2 separate regions of the Gasterosteus aculeatus genome follow, and region 2 is linked to region 1. Evidence: chromatin contacts called from public Hi-C data. All regions are on one chromosome and are shown on one strand. Each heading gives the region's core, a stretch centred on a gene start, on an enhancer-like site or on the middle of the called end of the contact. The rest is flanking DNA. Distances are from core to core; before and after follow the strand shown.

The links. A called contact is a pair of places that touch in the nucleus more often than the background predicts.
Region 2: a contact with region 1 is called in a Hi-C map of tail fin, with 1.8 times the contacts expected there. The contact joins the enhancer-like site here to the promoter of nags in region 1. A contact is called at or near these places in 3 of 6 Hi-C or Micro-C datasets (skeletal muscle, tail fin and whole body).

Annotation. Positions count from the first base shown.
Region 1 is chr11:3,772,030-3,775,323 of fGasAcu3.hap1.1, forward strand. nags (N-acetylglutamate synthase) reads right to left here and starts at 1,623. Exons shown (of 8, transcript XM_040191856.2): 1 at 339-1,623. The coding sequence starts at 701.
Region 2 is chr11:3,822,567-3,825,860 of fGasAcu3.hap1.1, forward strand. All of the region lies in intron 2 of LOC120828320 (homeobox protein Dlx4a), which reads left to right. LOC144384608 (a long non-coding RNA gene) reads right to left here. Exons shown (of 4, transcript XR_013451414.1): 2 at 891-950. Among protein-coding and RNA genes, the nearest start is that of LOC120828320, 6.5 kb to the left of the region's middle. Within about 2 kb of position 1,680, at least 5 of the 9 cell types and tissues checked have open chromatin away from gene starts, as enhancers often do.

The DNA.
Region 1 (3,294 bases), core at 373-2,872:
ACTTTTTGTCTTCATTTTAGTAAACCGATTTTTTCCCATTTTCTATGTGCGTATTAATTATGAAGTATCATATTTTGTTGCCTCAGCTACTTCCAGCTTACTTATTCGGTTTAATTTTTTATTTTTAATTTACACCACTTGTCAAAAACAAGCCTTTTTACACCCAAAACTAAATTATGATTTGGTAAGAAATGGTACCAGTTCATTAAGGATAAAACGACTACAACTAATTCATAAGGGCCTAATCACGTTATAAAACTCGCCTCCATGTGACAAACGGTCGGTACGTAGCAAAGTGACTACATCTTTCTCACTGAATAAAAGTTTACCCGCCATACCTCCAGTACGGCAAAGGCAGTAGACTGAGCCGAAGTCGCCCTCTGGAACTGGGTCAGCCAGTACCGGGCCTCCCGGGGGTTCCCGCCGACTTCGTTGAGGAACGCCTTCACGTCCCGGTAAATGAGATTCCCGTTGGTCGGCGCGTGTCGGTCGGAGAGACTTCCCGGCCGCTCGTGCTGGGCCAAAGCCACGCCGTTTCCTCCCGTCCCGGCGGCGACAGCGCTCATGGTCCGCGGCTGCGGACCGAACTTCTCCCGCCGCCGCTGACCGCCGGGGCACCGGGTCACAGACGGGGTGGACAGGTACCTTCCCGCCTTTACCATGGCTCGACAACCGGAGGCGCCGCCGGTCACTTTGGCCATGTTGCTGGTTCAGCAGCCGGGTGCTGGCAGCTCCTGGTCGGCGGGGAGGAAGTTTCACACACGCTGCTGAGTTGGCGGTTCTCACGTTTCATTTGACGGGGATATTAAGGGGGGTCAGAGGGGGCAAGGGGGGGGGTAGTACTGTAGGCTATTGGGCAGAATGCTGAATGTCTGGATGTTAATGTTTTTTTATTCTGTAACACGGGCGATCATTAACTAATGTTTATGTTTGTATATCCTTTAGCGTGTTAATGTGTTGTCTGTTTTGTGATGGTTTGTGTCAAAGCTGTGTGGCTTTTGTCGCCCTCTGGAGGACAGTAGGTGTAGTACAGCGACCAGGTTTACAATCCAAGAGCTTTTATACAACTGAAAGTGTTTATTTGTTTGATTTATTTTCATGCTATGATTTATTTCAAGTACAAATTACATACTGAAATACATTTGGGGAAACAGTCTGGATTAATATAAGTATTAGTTGGATTTTGATTTTAAAAAAGCCCTATACCATTTATGTTAGTGAGATAACTACAAGCAGGATGAGAATCTAGGGTCAAAGTTATTTAGGTTTTAGACAATCCACCAAATTAAAAGAAAACATGTAATAAAATTCCAGGCCAATAAGAAAAGTCAAATAGAACGTAAGTCAGGCTACACCACTCTAACCCGACATGGACAAAATGAACCTGACAAACTGAACACAAAGAGGAACATTTATAATGGATGACTGATTTGAAACAAAAGGGGAACATGAAGACCAACAATACCAAGCATCCAGCAAGCTTTGAAGCAAATTCTGCAATGTAGACAAACCATGAAATTGCAACCTCTGGTCACATGATAATATCAGGGCCAAAAATACTTTTTCCCAGAGGGAACTCTGGGAAAGAGACATCTGTAACTCAGCGGGTATTTTTATTTTTAGTTGAAACAACTTCCCAGCATATATATATATATATATATATATATATATTATTATTTTTTGCATGTGTAACCATGTTGGAAGTGTGAACTATAAAGAAAACCAAGGAGAGTTACCTACATTGAATAAGCTGTAAACCAAGGTGCACTTACGATATGGTCACTTGAACCCGAAACCATAATCTGACCCTGAACCTAAACTCACCGTAACCCCAGTTTCAAAAGGCACAAGCAGGTGACGTCCTGCTGTGTGGCGTCATATCAGGAAACGCTGCGTTGCTCTGGAAGACATTTAAAGTCTCTTCAGTGCTCCGGTGCTAATTTGAACATCCTCCGTCTGGCAGTTCAAAATACATCGTTGTGAAGATAGTGAGTAAAAAATTAATCTCTCCCAGCACTCCAACCTTGAAGTCGGCCTCTTCCCAGCTGGACCCCATCCCAGTAACGGATGTAATATCATCTCAATTCGACGGCAGAGTCAACGCAGTGCTCATCCTCCAGGCCGATCGCTCATTGACCTCCGCTAGTGTCTCTGCTACTTTTACTGCCCCACAAAAAGCCTCCCGTCGACCAGCTCGGCGACTTCAACAACACTTCTATTGGTTTATTTTTCTCTAGTCTGACTCTTTTGGTCAGTTTACACGCTTTGTGCACTTAATGCATGACTGCCAAACTTATTTATAAGTTGTCTCTGTTTGAAGACATGGTGTTTTTTGTCTTCATGTTTTGTCCCCCTATCTCAGTCTGTCATCAGGCATCTGCCTCGGCTGCCCTCGGGCAAGCATGCAAACACATCACCCCCCCCCCTCCCCCCCACACACACACACACACACACACACTCAGTAAGGGCAGTGCGGAGGTGCACGTACTGTATAATCTTCAGGAAGTAATTAGGGGGTGTAAGATCAAAGAGGGAGAACATTCCCCCTCCGACCACATTTCGACTCAAAGTCATCTTCAGGTTCTTGTGAAGGAACTCTGCGGATTACTCTGAAAATACTACTACACAATTGAAGTAGTTGTGCCTCATTTTCAGGTGGCAGCCTCGGGTTTTTTATTACTAGAACTTTAATATGACTATTCGTGGCTTCTGCAGGATTACGACGATCATCAGTGAAATGTTATTTGTTCCTTAATGCCAGACGCAGTACGGCTCAATGCACATCCTGTACTACACTCAGTTTTAAATAAAATGACACAAGTAATGACAACAAGCTCCAAAGAAACACACAGAAGCAGCTTAAAACAGTTTACAGCATTACTAAAGATAATTAGTTGAAACTCACATTAGGCTGGTTCAGTAGCCAACAGAAAGACGTCTTTATAAATGTACTATTCGCTGCTACAGTCTTCCCCTCTTAGACTTGTTCACTTATTTATACAGTAGAGGGCAGTGGACACCAAGGACAGACAGTGTGTCTCAGTTGGTTTCTACATCCTCCTCCAATCGGCATCATCCGCCAGTCGACTGAACATGCAGCAGATTGACCGTCAACATGATAATACGGCTCAGTGAATGCTCCGTAAAAACAGCTCCCAGTCCTCATAAAGTGAGGTGAGCTAAAAGATCAATCTTTCATTAGGAGATGAGACATTTATTGTACAGTAATTCATCTCGCTAGCCATCTCGACAATTGTTTTAGTCATTTTTTACAAACCTGCCGGCCTATAATGA
Region 2 (3,294 bases), core at 430-2,929, 51 kb after region 1:
GCCCTTCATGTTCTCCTTTTGTAGTGGTGAGACGGTTTGGAATGCGGCCGGCTGCCAGCCGCACTCGCACGCACGCTTGCCGAAGAAGCCTCCCGCTTGTCTGCTTTGAGGTGTGTTTCGCATCAGGGGGTGTGGGGCCTTCACAGAATGTCAAGCGTTCCACTGATTGCAATTTAAGGGTCTGCCTGTAGTTGGAGGAATGCAGACACATTCTCGTGGGCTTGCGACAAAGAATATGGAGGATTTTTTTTTACTACCTCTTTTCTGCGAGTCCTTGGTTCCCCGGCCCCTCCACCGTTTTGTTACAGAGACTAGGTAGTGTCAAGATGAGCTTTGTTATAAAAGGTGTTTCCCACAGTTTGCCTACTAATTATTGCCAGCCACGACGGCGACGCTGCTGTTGTTTTCCTGGAAACACCTACAGCAGGAACTACCACAAAAGTGGTTCGGACTACTTATCCAGGTTTTTATAAGTCTGTCTGTCTGTGGACAGATTCTAAGTCACAAGCAGTCCGGATGAAGAAGATGAAGGCAGTGTTTGAAGATGGGAGCTGTCAGTGTAATGGCAATTTCCAACATCGGGCCCAAGAGGCTTTTTCCCATAGAGGTCTGATGGCCAGCGAGTGTCATGTGATTCTGCAATTTCGACTCTTTACTGGTCACCAGAGCAACCACAGTGGCACTACACGCGTTGGAATTCAGACAGTCTGACTTTGAATCTAATAATAGTTAAAAAAAAAAAAAAAATCTTGTCGCACACCACAAGTGAATCGGTTTATATTAAGAACAGTTATAATCTCTACACTCCATTTATGTTTATTTAGCGCTGAGCCCAGAATAAAAGTGCATAAGAGCTCATTGTAAATAAGAGGGAGAAAAAAAAATACTACCTTGACCATCCAACGCTGCGGTGGGCTCCACGGGCTTGTCCCTGTCCTCTGGCGGTGACCCTGGATATAGACAGAGACACAGAGCAGCTTGTCAGCTGGAGTAGCCTGCTGGGCACATGCTCTCACACACACACACAAACGTGCAGTTCCTCAGGCATATGTTGTGTACATTTTTATACACGTACACAAAATGGAAAGTTACACACACACTCTAGCCGATAGTGATCACGCGCCACATCTCGACCCTGCCTCGGTGCCATTAGGCCGGCCGCCAACCGCTTTCCGTCTGAGTCTCTAATGCTCCCAGACGCTGCTGAGAAATGGCACGTAGCACGGCTCCAACTGCTTTTCTTGAAACGCTCCCTATCTCCATCCATCTCTCTTTAGCGCGCACACACACACACACACACACACACACTGCCCGTACAGCTTAAACTGCCCTCCATATGGACTCCTACTTCTAACAATCACAGCAAGCATTCTTCGCCCAGTATTCAAGATTTCATGCACACACTCACGCACCTGGCATGCCTCTGTTGCCACCCTGCTCCGCTAATGCCGGTGTCATTGGCTGCGCTGGCAGGGAAGCCGCCGGCAGCCGTGCTGCTGCTGGAATATGACACCAATAGTTAGGGCAGAAGGCCTGTCACTGAGGCTGCATTAGCATTAGCGTGCTGTTGATTGACTCCCGGCTCGTAGCGCCCACTAAAGGGTTTCATTAGCGCCCCGCAGGCACTGGAGCATGACACTGGAGCATGACACTGGAGCATGGCACTGGAGCATAACACTGGAGCATGACACTGGAGCATGACACTGGAGCATGGCACTGGAGCATGGCACTGTGCCCGTGGAGGGTTGTATATAGGGAAATCACCGTTGGTTTCAGGCCATGGCTGTAACAACTACGAGGACAATGGATTCATCATTTTTTTAAGTGCAATTGACAAAATATAGCAATTGGAGGAGTTGAAAGTTATTTTCTTAATAACAAGCATTATGTGGCATCGCTTCTTTATGGAGTGGTGCTTTGATTTGACAAATTTGCCACCATCCACGCTAAATAATAACTGGAATGGAACACGTTTTGCTTCATTATCACTTGGCTGAAATGATACTTATTATATTAGAATACAATTTACCTCATGGACCACTTAAAATAGCTTCATAAATACCTTTAAAAAATCCCATAAAACTAATGTGTAACCAAGTGTTAAATCTCTTCTTCGTCCGTCCTTTGTCGCCGGCCGCAAGGTAAAAGCCTTTTGGGCGTTCGTTTTCTTTTTTTTCTCCATTTGAAAAAAACCAGTTTGACACCAAAGTATCATTTGCTGACTGTGTGTAATTATTTATGATTCATGTGTCCTCTTAAACTGACAAGTTGCCCGAGAGGTGTATTTGCGTAATTTAATGCTGAATTTGCAAGACTCCAGGAAACTTGAGAACCATCCAGTTGTGTCAACAACGCAACTGAGCGGTCGGTGTCTGCTGGTGGGAGTGTGCTTATCTGTGTGTGTGCACACGTGCCTGCGTGTGTGTCTGCACGCATCGGGGCAATACGTAGAGCAGAGGAGGGTTTTAAATAACCGTTTCATTTGTTTCCTTAGAACCTACGTTCCTTGACTGCAGTGTCGTCTGCAGCAGGTGCGGTGGTGCTGGTGAGGCACCATCATGTGTAATCTTAATTGGTTTTATTTTTGCCGTATCGGTTGTCAGTAATTAGAACAGTGACACACTTGGGTTGTCGCCTCTCATTGGAACCACCCTGCAGACTTGTTGGTTTCCTTGCGTTTTCCATGGAAGCCGGACAGACGTACCCATTCACTGAAATGCCATCTAATCCCTGGGTAGGGTTGTGACAACAGGGGCGCTGTGGTACGGAGACATACGGGGGGGGGGGGGAGAGGGGCATTTGACGTTGTTCGGTTTGGCGGAGAAAACGAGATCGGTGTCGGATCACAATAACGTGGCACATCTTGAGAGCGAGTTGCTCCGCAGTACAATCCGTGCATCGTCAGGTCACACAGTTCATCCACCAAGAGATATTTGTTTTTGTTTTTAATAACTACGCCGACATTTGCCAGATTGTCTAACAAAGATTGTTAGACAATATGAATTATCGTTACGTTTTGTCATTCATAAAGATACGTGGAAATATCGTATAAATACGTTCAAATTAGATTTGAAATAAAAACATTGTAATTTACTTTTAAATTAAACTACAATATTTTTTTGTAGTGTCAGCAATATATTGACTGGTCACACGTGTATGTTTTAACTTGTTTATTATTCCCTCTTTCACATAATTAGACGGTTCTTATCTATGTTTTAGACATTAAAACATTTTGGCAAACCCATATTTTTTCCTCCTCATATAACACCTTCCCTGACCCAAGACCAAATCGTA